Regions from separate parts of the Mus musculus genome. Here all the other regions are linked to region 4. A link is a contact called in public HiChIP or PLAC-seq data. All regions are on one chromosome and are shown on one strand. The core of a region is the stretch at or near the end of the contact, and the rest is flanking DNA. Distances in the headings are between cores, read along the strand shown. Region 1 holds the start of Ntrk1 (neurotrophic tyrosine kinase, receptor, type 1). Region 2 overlaps Prcc (papillary renal cell carcinoma (translocation-associated)). Region 3 has its middle 20 kb from the start of Kirrel. Region 4 holds the start of Etv3 (ets variant 3).

Region 1 (3,259 bases), core at 648-3,147, 270 kb after region 4:
GGGAGGCAAAAGACAGACAGACAGACAGACAGACTTGTTTGGGAACTTTCCCTTGGCTTAAAAAAAAAAAAAAAGGAGTAAGGGAACCAGTCAGTCCAAGGGACCCTGTGCTTCCCTGATCCCAGCCTTGTTCCCCATAGGATGGCTATGTGTCTGTCCTCCCCCTGGAGTTCTAAGGAATTGTTGCTAGCCACGTTGAGGGAGTCCAGATCCCTGTTCTGCCCCCAAGGGTTTCAAGCTATAGAGACCCAGGGAGTTGCTAAGAAGATCTATGTAGCCGGGTATGTGTGAGCTGTCAGGCAGTGTGTGTGCTTCATGCCGCCTCATTTGTTCAGATTCATAATCAATCTGTCTATTTGAGTCCATTAGCTCCCTGTTAGCTATGCGGGTGAGGGAGGAGGGAGAGGATTGTGCAGGAGGAGTTGGGAGGATCAGGCCCCACCCAGGGGGGTGAACATTTCAGCTCACCACCCTGCCAGCCTCTTCCTCAATAATCTAGGCTTGCCCACTACCCCTGTCCCTGGGCTGGACTCCCTTGGAGTCTTGAAAGGCTCTGAAGAACGAGAACATTGATGGAAACAATCAGGAGGCTGGACTCTGGTTTGAATGGACAGGCCGGGGAGTAACCATCTAGACTTCAAACCCCATCCCATCCTGCAGGAGCCTAGACCCAGACCAAGACAAGGCCATCTCCTCTCTTCTTGGTCTCCCTAGGGCCATTAGAAAGAGATTGAGTACCTCCGTTAATTACCACAAGATGCCCGAGTAACTCGGTGCCAATCACTGCAGGCTGCTAGCTCCACCAGCGTGCAGAATACTCAAGTATTTTCCAGCCATCACTGTGTGATGCGGAGTTCCTTCAGGTCAATTATACTCTCAAAGGTCTCACTAGCTGCTACAAAGTACTTGAGTATTTTGTAACCGATTATTGCACATTGTCTAAGTACTGCAGAGCTGAAGGTTCCTCCCAGCTCTGGACCTGGAAAATGGGAAAATCACTCAGCAACAGCCCTGACTCCCTGATACAAGAAGGGAGACAAAGGTGAAAGGAGAGATGGGTGAGCAGAGAGAGAAGCAAAGGGGTTTCGTTCCCTGCTTCCCGCATCCAAATCAAGGAGACTTGTGGTCAGTGGAAAGGAAAAAAGAGCTCAGACACCAAGCTGGTTCCTCACCATCTCCCACCAACTCCAGCTCAATCACAAATCCAGAGAAGAGCTGGATTCCCTGCATGACAAGGAAGAGGTTGGGGGCTGGCTTCCCCCTAAGTAAAAGAAGATAGCAAAGGTGCCACACTGCCAAATTCTGCACAGCTAACCACTCCTCCATGGGCTTAGGAACTTGGGCTCTTGATTGAACCCCACAAAAAGGTTCTTATCCTAGATCGCTGGACCAATGCCTAATCCACCTAGTTTCGGTCTTGCTCTACCCCAAACCAGCACCACAGTTAGCTACCCTTAATCCTGAGCGACATCCAGACAGTGACTGCGCGGCTCTGCCAGGGTGGTGGCAGCGGGAGAAGCCGCCGCAGCACAGCCAAAGGCTACACGTGCCAGTCTCCTACAGCAGCCAAGCCTGACCCCTCAAGCCAGAGGTGAATGAGTGCGCGCCCTCGGGGAAGGGCTGTGCCCTCCTGACCCCGCACCCCTCCCCCGAACGACACACACTCACAGCTCCGTCAGGTTCCCGGCGCCCCGCAGGCCGCGGAGGGTATCCAGGGACCCTGCCCTGGTGCAGCGCAGCCCCGAGGGGCCCACGGGACAGCAGACCTCGCGACAGGATGCGGCGGAGGCACAGGCCAGCATCAACGAAGTCATCAGACTGCCTAGCCCCGCGGCCGGGCGATGCCAGCCCAGCTGCCCGAGCCGCTGGCCTCGCAGCATCGCGGCGGCGCCCGCCTTGCTCGGGCCGCGCAGCCGTCCGTGCGCTCCTAGCTGCCGCCGCCCGGCCTCGCGCGACACGTGCGCGGGGCGGTGTTAAAGACTAGCCACCAGGAGAGGGCGGCACCCACGGCCCCGCCCCGCCCCGCCTGCCAATGCCCCCAGTGCCCCCTCCCCTTTTGAGGCCCTAATGCCAGCTCGCCTTCCTAATGTCCCTCGCGGCTGCAGGAGACCTGGGGCGGGGGGCTGCCATAGATTGCCTCACAAGTGTCTTCTGAGGCTGGGGGAGCTAGGAAGCTGATACCTTATTTCTCACAGTAAAACAGCTGCATTTTCAGATTTGCGGGGAAGTGGAGAAATTGAGCAAGGGAAGGGTTGAAGTCCAGGTCATCCCAGCCAGCCTCACGGTGCACTTTACTTAAGAGGGTGTGCATGTCACTTGGAATAAGTTAGGTGAACGCTCTCCAGACCCTAGTAAGGAAAGGGAGAGGGCCTCAGCATGGCTGGATGCAGAACCTGGGGAGAAAAATAGTGGGAGAGAAGAGTCCTTAGAACACAATTGGAGGAAGATTGGAAAGTGGAGACCTCTCGGTCCTCAAAAGACCACAGGGTGGCGCTAGAAGCCCTCGCGCCCGGCGTTTGCGCTCGGCCTGGGGCTTCGAGGGCGGAGAAGAGCAGTTCTGAGCCTTTCTAAGCTGTGCCTCTGGTCTTAGGGTCAGTTCCCAATCCTAACCATCCATCTGGGGCCCCAGAGCCGAGCCATGGCCAGGCAGACCAAGCTTGGCATCGATCGCCGTCCTGACAAGAGCATCGATTTCTGTGCGGAGAAATTAATAGATCTCTTAGTTCTTCGGACGTGGGAGCTGGGAACCATCGGCTCACGGTATTTGTGAACCTGGGAAGTCTCAGGCCCAGCATCCAGGCCACTAAATGGCAAGTCTTGCGCAATGGCCTTCTTGACTGCACGTATAAGTGTCGCGTTTAAGAGATCATCCCATCATGAATTGTCCTCCAAGTGGCCCCGAATAAGTACATATATAGAGACCCACTAAGCATCCTGAGTTCTTAAAAGTAACCAAATGGAGCCAGGCAGTGGTGGCACACGCCTTTAATCCCAGCACATGGGAGGCAGAGGCAGGCAGATTTCTGAGTTCGAGGCCAGCCTGGTCTACTTCCAGGACAGCCAGGGCTACACAAAGGAACCCTGTCTCGAAAAACCAAAAAAAAAAAAAGTAACCAAATGAAGGAGGAATCTCACAGAGAGAAGAACGACTCGTCTCCTAGGGATTTGAGCCAAAACCAAGGGATTTGACGGGGACATACCCCGCGCCAAGGAAGTATGTTCAAAGTAGCCTCGGGAGGCTGGGAAGGGCTGTGAGAGG
Region 2 (3,357 bases), core at 657-3,156, 330 kb after region 4:
CAAAGCCGGTGCCCTGCATAGCTCCTCTGCCTAGAACTGACAGGCTCGGGAGTCTTTATCACGCCATCACGCCATTCCTGAAGAGCAGGTAGGGCTCTCTCAGATCCCTGGCAGCTGACTCATGCACGCTGTACACTTTGTGATACTCCCTACTTGAGCCCTGCCTGAACTGAAAGGAAGACACTGCACTGCATACTGTCCCTGGTGTGCACATAGCACCTTACAGCTCCTAGCCCGTATTCCCTTCCATATTCCTCCCTCAAAACGCAGAGATCTTGACGTCTCCATGGAGAGCTCTCTAGCCTCCAACTTCGATGCCTAGCTTGCAGATTAACCTAGAGCGTGCCATGTGATGAACACAACTTACTCCAAATCAGTCCATGCCCTTGACCTCAGTGTAAATTTGATTCACTCTGGGGACAGGTTTTTTGCCAGAACCTGCTAGGTGTCCCTTTATATCTACTGTTTTTTTTTTCTTTGTGTTTTAAAGGTAGGGTCTTGTAACTCAGGCTGGCCTTGAACTCCTGAATGCTAAAATCACAGGCATACCGCACCACACCCACACTGACAAGTCCATCTTGAGACACCGAGGCCAGCAATACTCTGTACTTGGGATCACACACCTGATACCATCCTGTCCCAGGTAAGACACCAACAGGTCCTGGGTGGTCAGAGGATAACGTGGGCAAAGGGGGAAGCAAAGCACGGAGAAGCCCCTGGGGTGCGTGGCAGGGCCCTCTGCACAAGCTCAACTCTGAGATCCAGACACCTTGTAGGCAGCATCTGTCACACTCAATGTTTTATTTCAACAGACATCCCTGTTTAAAAAAAAAAAAAAAAAAAAATGGTGGGAGAGTTCACCATTTCATCACTCCCTGCTGCAAGGAGCACAACTCCCAACCAAGGCCGTAGATCCTCGGGGCAGCGCTCCAGTCTTTCCAGCCCAGCACAGAAAGGAGCTGCATTTTTTAACTTGTTAAGAAAAATCTATCAAATATGTTCCTTCTCCAGAGCTAAGGGCTGAGTCCTCAGGGTAGAGGTCCTGGACTTAGAGCAGCTGGGGTCCTGGAGGTGATGCTGGGGCTGGGCCTCTGTGCCAACGGAGATCCTGGGCCATCAGTCCCTGGGCCCTAGAATCCATATTTGGCTTGGGTCTGCCGGCGACTGAGCTTGTTTTCTGACCAGGTGTTCTTCAGCTCCAGCTCCCGCTCCTTAGCCTATAACACAAAGGAGGGGTTGGGAGAGTCACAGTGGGCACACTGACTAGGGATCACACCCACAGCCTTTGGACACACTAAGCTCACACTGTACCACTGGACATCCCAGACCCAGATTGTTTTGTTTTGTTTTTTTTAAATAAAACAGATAAAGTTGCTATTGAAAAAGCCTTCTGGGGACTCAGTGAGTAGAGGTGGCAGCCACCAAGCCTGATATAGCTGAGTTCAACCCCTGGGACCTGCATGGTGAACAGAAACAACAACAACAAAAACAGTGAAATTTTCCTGACCGCTATACTCACATTGTGGTACACATCTATGTAAATACAGACACACAAACAATAAATAAAATGTACTAATCAACTTCAATAAAAAGGATGGGGCTCAGATGGTAGAGTTCTTCCAGGAAGCACTCAGTTCTATCCCTAGCACCTTGGAAACCAGAGAGACACATGCCCATAACATGCCATAAATCTCAGCACTCAAGGGGCAGACCCAAGGGAATCAGAAGCTCAAAGTCATCCTAGGCTGGAATGCTTGAAACCCTGCCTCAAAAAACCCCAAAAGAACCCTATAATACACTACCCTCTTACATAACATGATTTCACTAAATACCGGAACTAGACTCCTGTGAACCAGAGGCAGGGGGGAATGATATTAAGAACACAGCCTCCCCCTAGTGGCCACATGGAGAACAAGAGAGTATGCCTACCAAAAGGGTGGTGCCTGGCTCCGGCTGTATTAACTTCCCTCCCATCCCCAAGTTTAATGGAATGCTGTGAGCCCTGAGCATCCTCACCTGATGAATCAGATATGTGATCTGGTGTTTCCTCCGCTGCTGGCCAGTTGGCTGTTCACCTTTCTTCTACAAGAGAAAGTAAAAAGAAAAACAAAAAGCAGTCCTTAATTCACAGATGGAAAGACATAAATCTCTCATATGCCTAGACAGTATAAAGCTGACAAACTAAAGCATTAGACATACAGCCCAAATCTTTAGGGAGAACAAGGGAACTTGGAGCTGCTTTTGTGTCTGTATACTTATAAAGCTAACATTTTATTAGAGCCATTATGAAAAACAAATCTAAAATGAGAATGCTTGCTAGAAGCAGCCCATTAATCCCCAACAGGCTGGCTACTCTTTGAAGTCAGGGCAGGAGTCACTGTCTCTTTGATAACCCCACTCTCCCTCAAGCCCGCCTGTGGACACTAGCTTGTAGTGAGTCTAGGACAGCTTTTATACCACAGGCATGTGATCTGCTGACCTCTCTTCAGACTTTCTATCCATCTGCCTCTTAAACCTTCTTCATTTCTGTCCTCTTCTCTCCAGCCTGGGCAAATGTCTGGTCTGGCTCCTACCTACCACTTACTAAACCCTCATCCATCCATCATCTTTGACCGAATCTGTACTGTCCTATCCTATGACATGTCAACCACTTCCCTGGGACAACAAAGTTCACAAGCTCCTTCTTCCTCGATCTATCTTCCAACCTCCATCAGTAACTACATTCAACTCCAAACCACAGGTTGATGCGAACGATTTACTGTCAAGATCTATACTGGTCTGAGCTTTCACTGTGTGGTTTTTCTGTCCTCTGCCCGAGCTGTCTCGGGCTAGAAGCTTTCTCGCCAGCCCCACCCAACTCTCAGAACTCCTCCCCAGAGTCTCCTCAGCACTTATGTAATCAATTTGCACTGTAATCATTTACACTCAAGTGTCCTTAAATCTCATCCCAACTCTGCTGTCAACTTCTTGGGGAGAGAGGGGACTCTATCCTTTCTTCTCTTAAAAAGCAAGCTCAACAAAATGAAATGGGACAACACCCTGAAGCTGGGAAAAGACCAGATTCTAACACTGCTACTCAATGCATTACAACTGTAATTGTAACGTTACAACTGAAGGTGATACACACGGACGTTCATGCCTCCCACAGTAAGCACACACCAGCAGCTGCCTGTGATGATGCCTCTCAAGCCCAACCTAGCAAAGCCCTTTCTCCTAAGTGGTTTTTCCAGTAAACAATGATAGATCTATGCTGCTCTAACCACAATTCTTTGCTCTATCCTGTATGACCGCCAACATTCAGTTAAAATAAATGATGGGGGTCTGGAAGGCCATCTGTGACCATAGAACAAAGAAAAA
Region 3 (3,630 bases), core at 372-2,871, 330 kb before region 4:
GTGGTCCTGCTGTTTCTGAGTGGCCCACCGGGAGGTTCTTGTCAATAACCCCAGTAAACTCACTGGCTCACTTAGCTACACTTGGCTTAAATTGTTTCATTGGTTTGTAGTGGGTGTATTGATGGCTGAAGAGGCTTCTATTAATGTCTCTCCAGGAAGTTACACAGTATCATCAGGGACCTTTGGTCAAGAATGCACCTCCCTACACACAGGCACTCCCGCCCACATCCACCATACCCCAACTCCTACACACAGGCATGAGCACAAGCAAGCATGCTTGCACACGCACCTTCTTGTCCAAACCAGACTTTTGCTAGTCTGTTCCTAACTCCTCCTACCTCTTCACACCTGACCTCCAAATCCTGCTCACCTACTTCCATCCACCTCAGCTGAAACCACTGTCAACTGCTTCCATTTATCCATATGGGACCTCTCCCTTGGCTTACCCCTTCTGACAGACTCTTTTCTCTGTAACTAGAGCCCTCCACTGCCTAGAATTTGCCAGTGATCTCTACTCCCCTTTCAGTTAGGCACAGAATCTGTCCCCAGCTCCCAGAGCCTGCCTGGGGTGGATCTGCCTTCTCCCCAGCCTCACGGATCCTCACAGTCATCCTGTCCACCAGGTTTCTTCTGAGTGCTCCCTTCTCTGCAACGTTCTGCACCAGGGCCATACCCCAATCAGTCTTGCTCATTCTTCAGACCTTCAGAATCCTTTCTAACACCTCCAGACAAGTGACTCTCTCCCTATTTGCCATCAAATCCCCGCCATTCCTACCAGTAGCATCAGTCACACTTGTAATTAGGTATGTCCTGTCTGTTTTCTCTGCTGGTTAGTATGCCTTGAATAGACGTGGCGTCTGCTGCCACTAGAACCCAGCACCTGGAACTTGAAGGAAATGGAGATATTTCTGTTCCATGTTGCTTCAAGTGTCTCCTGCTATGCTTAGAGAGCTGGGCTCCATTGTGCAGGGTACCAAGCCAGAGACTTAGTCCTTAGATTAGAAGGGGAACTTCCCCATTCGGCAGACATTTGTTAAACATCAAGAAATTACTCTTCCCGGGGGCTGGAACAGAGGAGCAGAAATGGCATATACGTTTATCTTCTGTTGTTCAGAATATGTGTGGGAGACACATATTACCCACACTGCTAGAGAAAAGAATCCAGGGAGCGGTGAGTGAAGTGATAAATACAGCTGAGTGCACGATCACATACCTGAGCACAGAGCAGCAATTTACAGCCCTGTCACTTGGCCCTGCGGGAATTTACAGTGCTGTAACTCAAGAGTATTTCTACACGGCCCACTAACAAACACCCACTTCAGCCCCAGTTCAGAGGTGACTGTAGTTGCTGCTCTTAGATTCTTTTCTTTCCTTTTTGGAGATTATAAGATAATTATGTTATTCTTCCCTTCCCTTCTTTCCCTCCTTCCAAATCCTCCCACATATCCCTCTTTGCTCTCTTTCAAATCCACAGCCTCTTTTTTTCTATTAATTGTTGAATACACACACACACACACACACACACACACACACACACACACACACACATTGCCTGGGTGTGTTTTCAGGTCTGATCATTTGAATAGCAATAGGCATGCTGAAGAGGACTGGGTGGGGTGGGAGGAAGCAGCCCTGGAGGCCTATCCTCTACACAAAGAACCACACCACTAAGGAATGCTTGGGGAAGGAGAAGCAGCCTCCCTTCCTCTTTTGATAAGGAGGAAGGCTGGGCCAGGTGGGGTTAAGATATTTACCAGGTCTGGGAGGGAGAGGAGATATCATTATCACTCAGAATCCTTTCGCTGTTCAGGTGAACTATGAACACAGACTTCAGCACTACCTTAGTTTTGTGGGCAGCTTTGTTAACATAACAAGAAGCCCCCATTCTCTATCCCCTTAGCGTCAGCCTGAGTCCCACAGCCCTGCTTCTGCCCCAGGCTTCAGCCTTTTGCTCCCTTGCTTTCCATTCTATGTAGGTGGGGCTTTTGGTTTTTTGTTGTTTCCCACTAGAGCCCCTAATCAAAATGTATCCTTTAGCTTGTAAAGTGGTACACACATTCAACCACAACCCTTGGGAGACAGGCACAGAAGGATCACTACAAGTTCAAAGCCACCCTAGACTACATGGCAAGATTTTGTTTTAACAGCAACACAGCCAAAGCCAACCCAACCCCTGCTTTCTGCAAGGCCCAGCCCAGGGGCAATGTTCTCCTCTGATGGGACAAAGTACCCTTCCCAATGCATTGGCTGTCCTTGTCACTGTTTGTTGCTGCAGGAGACACCATGACCATGGATCTCTAAGAAAGGAAAACATTTATTTGGAGGCTTGTTTACAGTTTCAGAGGTGAGTCCATTATCGTGGTGGGGAGCATGGTGGCACACAAGCAAGGTGCTGGAGCAGTAGCTGAGAGCAACATCCTATCCTGACCAACAGGCAGTAGAGATGCTTGGGGACTTTTGAAACCTCAAAACCCACACCCAGTGACTTACTTCCTCCAACAAAGCCACACCTCCTTATCCTTTCAAATGGTGCCACTCCCTGGTGACCAAGCATTCAAATCTATGGTGAATATGGGGGCCATTCTCATTCAAACCACTGCTCTTGTACTGCCTTACTTCAAGGCCACCTGTTTAGTATTATAGTTACTTATGTGTGTTTCATCGCCCTCTCAAAATTTCTTCATACATTTGAATGGACCCTTTGGAGTCTGGCATTTGAAAGAATCTCAGGGAATTATTTCAGTGAAATATTGCTACCCGTCTATTCGTGACTCTCTCCCCCTTGAGCCCCCACAACTGTCTGGTATTGTGGTAGGCAACACAGAGGTCTCTGTAATTACAATGACCAAGGAGCACACCTCTCCATTTCTGTATATGGGAGCTGAGACAGAAGCTTCCCAAAGGGACACATCAAGTAGATGTGACTGCTGGATTCTGGCACTACTGTTCCCCTTCTACTCCTGAATTCCACGAGCCGTGTGTTTGAGAGCCTGGGTTCTATCCAGCATCTTAGGTGTTTTGTTCTCTTCTCAACTAACCAGAAGCTGCTTTGTCAATAGCTGTCACAGCTGTTTGTCAGGGTATGACTTGAGCAGGTAGCTCAAGCAGTGGGGTCCTTATAGCTTAGGAAGCTGATCAGAAAGTCACTTCTAGGAAAACTGGCAGCCCCAGACTCTGCTATCCTGAGCCTTCCTTTCCCTGATGGAAGTAGGGAAGAGCACCTGCTAGCGCACCCAGCGCTATCCCCTTGGCTCTTGAGCCCTCTGCCCTAGATCTTTCCTGATGGTTTTTCCCATCACCTCTGCTCTGGATCGAGAGAGAGACACCAAGGTGAAAGGAGATGCTCATTCTCACCCACAGGTCACAGAATGCTCACCTCAGGGAAAGTGTGTACTAGAGGTCACCTGTCCAGGATATGGGCAGAGCTCAGCCAGACTGCCTTCCATTGGGTTTTCCTAAGTTATAGTTGGGAAGTGGGGACTGGTAGCGGACGGCTAGGGTGAAGTGAAGTGGAGGGTCACATGGTAGGACTCTCTCACATACACACACATGACAACGGGGAGGAGGGAGGAGGGTGAAGAGGGGGTAGTGAAGACAGTGACAACACTGAAAAGTTGAGGCAGCGTCTGT
Region 4 (3,222 bases), core at 205-2,704:
AGGTAACAAAGCCCATCAGTAGTTGAAGGCAAGAGGACTAAAATGTTATGTTCATTTCGCTCGGTGGTTCTCAGCCTTCCTAATGCTGTGACCCTTTAATACAGTTCCTCATGTTGTGGTGACCCCAACCATAAAATTATTTCCGTTCCTACTTCATAACTGTAATTTTGCTACTGTTATGAATTGCAATGTAAATAGGTTTAGACATAGGGGCTTACTAAAGGGGGTCAACCCACAGGTCGAGAACTGCTGATTCGGCTAAACCCTAGCATTTGTTCTGTAGACCCAAACATAGAAAATGGTGTTCTAGACTGGACAGAAGATGGAAACCATTATAAAGCAATTTCTATGCTCAGAGTGCTCATATTTCTAATCCTCTCAATGGTATTTAAATTTTGTTCATTTTACTGACTTTCAAACTAGAAGGGGCGGGAAAACTAGACCTCACCAACACTAGTCCTTCCTTTTTAAGCAGGTAAGGTAACCTTAGGCCATACTGAGTACTGAACTTATCTCAAGACCTCAAGAACTATCAATTATTAGTCTTGCATTGTGACACATATCTTTAATCCCAACAAGTGTGAGGCAGAGGCAGGCAGATCTCTGTGAGTTCGAGGCCAACCTGGGTCTCTACATAGTGCTTTCTAGGGCAGTCAGAGATACATTGTCAAGACCTCTGGCAAAACAAACAAAACAGTAGTAGAAGCCAGAAGGCCAGTTGTGGTAGTATATACCTATAATCCTACACACACAAGTACAGCATGAGATAATTACAAATTCATTGGCCAGTCTGGGAAGGGAGGTGCTAATAGGCATATCCAAAGCTAGAAGCCAACCTTTGATACAAATCATGGTAAGACTTCCATGTTCTGTGTCGTTCCCAGGAGGGAAAGGTTGTGATTGCATAAAGTTGTTGCTACGCACTCGTGCACTCGATGAAGACTTCAATTCTGCCTCTCATCTTCGCCTTCCCCCACTTTTCACCACTTTTCACTCTCATCCACTTAACCTTTACTGGTCCCAACACTGCCTCTGGAGGGAAACTAGGGCTGGGAACCATTTGGAATTACGGAAGCTGATTTCACATCCCTTATCACTAACTCTTGAACAAAATTTGTCTGGGACAAAATTGTAATTGCTTAATCGGGAACAAAAGGCAAAGGGAAAGGGAGGGGGGAGCGGTGTTTGAATGGCAAAGTCGTGCACGCTGTAACACTTGGACGAGGCAGATCAGGACTAAAAATGGAACAGTGCAAGGCAAGGCCAACTTCGCACGTGCCTCTGAAGCTCCTGTGCTCCTGTCAGCGCGGAAGAGCCTTCCTTCTGCAGAGGGTTCCAGCCCCGCGGCCTCCGAGCCACGGAGGGGCACCGGTACCTTCTGGGCGGAAGCCGTGCCGCTCACGACACCGCCCCCTCCCACCCTGGCCCAGAGTGGAAGTGACGAAAGCCGCCGCGGAGTCACTTCCTTCTGGGTGGATGAGGAGGAGCCCGAGCTGCCGCGGAGGAGCCCGAGTGGAGACGGACGGCGCCGGAGAGGTGAGACTGGTGGCGTCGGCGGTCGCGGCCCGCGCGGGCAGGACGGAAGGGACGCGGATGAGGGCGGCCGTGGAAGCCGCTGCGGACCAGCGGGAGCGGCGAGCCCCGCCGCAGGCCGGGAGGGTGACCGAGCGCCCTGGGGGAGTCGCGAACACCTGCAGACGCGCCTGCGGGCTCCGAGGGGCTGGATGGGCACATCGGGGGCCGGAGGATCGAGGAGAGGGTGCCCGGCTCGGGCGTCGGCCAGCGCGAGCCCACGGACACCAGGCTGAAGGGTGTTCTGGAGCAGGGAAAGGGCCCTGCGATCCGACAGCGCAGGGTAGGAGTTAGTCCCGGACAGTGTCCCAGAGCCTTGGAGAAATCGGTGTCTCTTCAACCCCATCATCACGGAAATGGGAGAGGAAGCTCTGCCCAGCCCTGGTGCCTTGTTACTTGTGTATATCCTGTGTGTGCCACTGTCTGTCTGTTGCCTCTTTCCTTGAGCCATTTGTCAGCTCCTGGATCCCGAGGGTTGTCATGGACTGAAACTTACTGTTCTCCTTAGTGTATTTGTCGTCAACGAAAATGCAGAACACCTAGAGGAATTCTAGGTTAGATGAAATTTCCAAGATTAGGAATTTGTCCCACCCCACCCTGGGGCCTCTGAAGCACCTGCAGTTGCTCCAGACCTGCTCTGGTTGGTGCCGGGGGCTGTCCACCCTGCAGGGTAATGAGAGTAAGTCAGGTCTCTCCTCCTCCGTCATTCCCGGTCAGTTTCACCCTCTCCTCCTATTCGCTGAAGGACTGACACAAAGCTGTCTGCTGCTGGGAACGGGAAATTTATTGAGGAACTATAAATCTGCATGGAATGAATTCAGATCCTAGCAAGATGCCTTCCTCCACCGGCCAGGCGATCTGAAGTACCTACTTTACCCTTTTTATTTCCCTGTTAAGTAGATGGCATAACATTTTTTTTCACAAAATTTTAGGAAAGTGACATGTTTCTTGTATGGAGTGGCTGTACACAGGACATGTTTACTTTCTGTATCTCAGAATACTGTTGGAAGGTGAGCCCAGTTTCTGACTGGAAGATGTCCTTCTCACACAATTCAAGAAATACGTAGGATCGGATGTTCCTTTTTGAATAGGGGATTTGGATTTTTTTTTTTCTCCCACTTCTTAAGTTGGTGTGTCTGGGTGAATTCAGGCTTGTGTATCTTGGCATCTGGGCTTGTCTACCAACAGAAAACAAACTGTGTGGCTTGCTTTTGCTGCCGTTTTGGACTTCTTTCACTGTTCCCTTCCCTCTCTTATGTCGGAGGGTCGGTTGGTCACAAGGAAGAAAGCAGATATTAAGGACAGTGTTTACACTTTGCGGCTAAGGTCAGGTGAGAGATAATTATGGCTTTTGAGGTGGATGACCCAAGGACCATCATTTGAGGACATGAGGATTACTAGTTTAGAGGTGACATGTTTGAAAGGTTAAAGAAGGCTTTGAAACGAAGTAAAGGCAACAAGAAGGATGTTGGGGGGGGGGAACTGTGACCCTCCCCCCCAAAAAAGCCTTAATTAGATAATTCATAACATCTCAAAATAGTAGTGTGACTTGTCTCTCTCAGCAGGAGGGCGAAAATGAAAGCAGGCTGTAGCATCGTGGAAAAGCCAGAAGGAGGTGGAGGTGAGCAGAAGTTCGTCATCGTCGCTGAT

Evidence for each region. HiChIP or PLAC-seq counts read pairs in DNA pulled down with a chosen protein or histone mark.
Region 1: an H3K27ac HiChIP or PLAC-seq map of embryonic stem cells shows a contact between it and region 4, with 2.6 times the contacts expected there. The contact joins the promoter of Ntrk1 here to the promoter of Etv3 in region 4. A contact is called at or near these places in 1 of 39 promoter capture datasets (embryonic stem cells) and 4 of 115 datasets of contacts at active chromatin or transcription factors (effector CD8 T cells and embryonic stem cells).
Region 2: a contact with region 4 is called in an H3K4me3 HiChIP or PLAC-seq map of bone marrow-derived macrophages, with 2.2 times the contacts expected there. The contact joins the enhancer-like site here to the promoter of Etv3 in region 4. A contact is called at or near these places in 1 of 39 promoter capture datasets (embryonic stem cells), 1 of 484 Hi-C or Micro-C datasets (the G1E-ER4 cell line) and 4 of 115 datasets of contacts at active chromatin or transcription factors (bone marrow-derived macrophages, effector CD8 T cells, embryonic stem cells and 1 more).
Region 3: an H3K4me3 HiChIP or PLAC-seq map of embryonic stem cells shows a contact between it and region 4, with 5 times the contacts expected there. The contact joins the enhancer-like site here to the promoter of Etv3 in region 4. A contact is called at or near these places in 12 of 115 datasets of contacts at active chromatin or transcription factors (bone marrow-derived macrophages, embryonic forebrain, embryonic stem cells and 3 more).

The regions. Positions count from the first base shown.
Region 1 is chr3:87,793,265-87,796,523 of GRCm38.p6, forward strand. It overlaps Ntrk1 (neurotrophic tyrosine kinase, receptor, type 1), which reads right to left and starts at 1,898. Exons shown (of 17, transcript NM_001033124.1): 1 at 1,669-1,898. The coding sequence starts at 1,880.
Region 2 is chr3:87,858,130-87,861,486 of GRCm38.p6, forward strand. Prcc (papillary renal cell carcinoma (translocation-associated)) reads right to left here. Exons shown (of 7, transcript NM_033573.2): 6 at 2,017-2,082; 7 at 774-1,217. The coding sequence ends at 1,131. Among named protein-coding and RNA genes, the nearest start is that of Sh2d2a, 13 kb to the left of the region's middle. Within about 2 kb of position 1,907, at least 42 of the 459 cell types and tissues checked have an H3K27ac peak or open chromatin away from gene starts, as enhancers often do. A contact at or near this core is called in bone marrow-derived macrophages, where this site is marked.
Region 3 is chr3:87,192,305-87,195,934 of GRCm38.p6, forward strand. No RefSeq gene overlaps it. Among named protein-coding and RNA genes, the nearest start is that of Kirrel, 20 kb to the left of the region's middle. Within about 2 kb of position 1,622, at least 20 of the 459 cell types and tissues checked have an H3K27ac peak or open chromatin away from gene starts, as enhancers often do. A contact at or near this core is called in embryonic stem cells, where this site is marked.
Region 4 is chr3:87,524,124-87,527,345 of GRCm38.p6, forward strand. It overlaps Etv3 (ets variant 3), which reads left to right and starts at 1,455. Exons shown (of 5, transcript NM_001083318.2): 1 at 1,455-1,536; 2 at 3,135-3,193. The coding sequence starts at 3,148.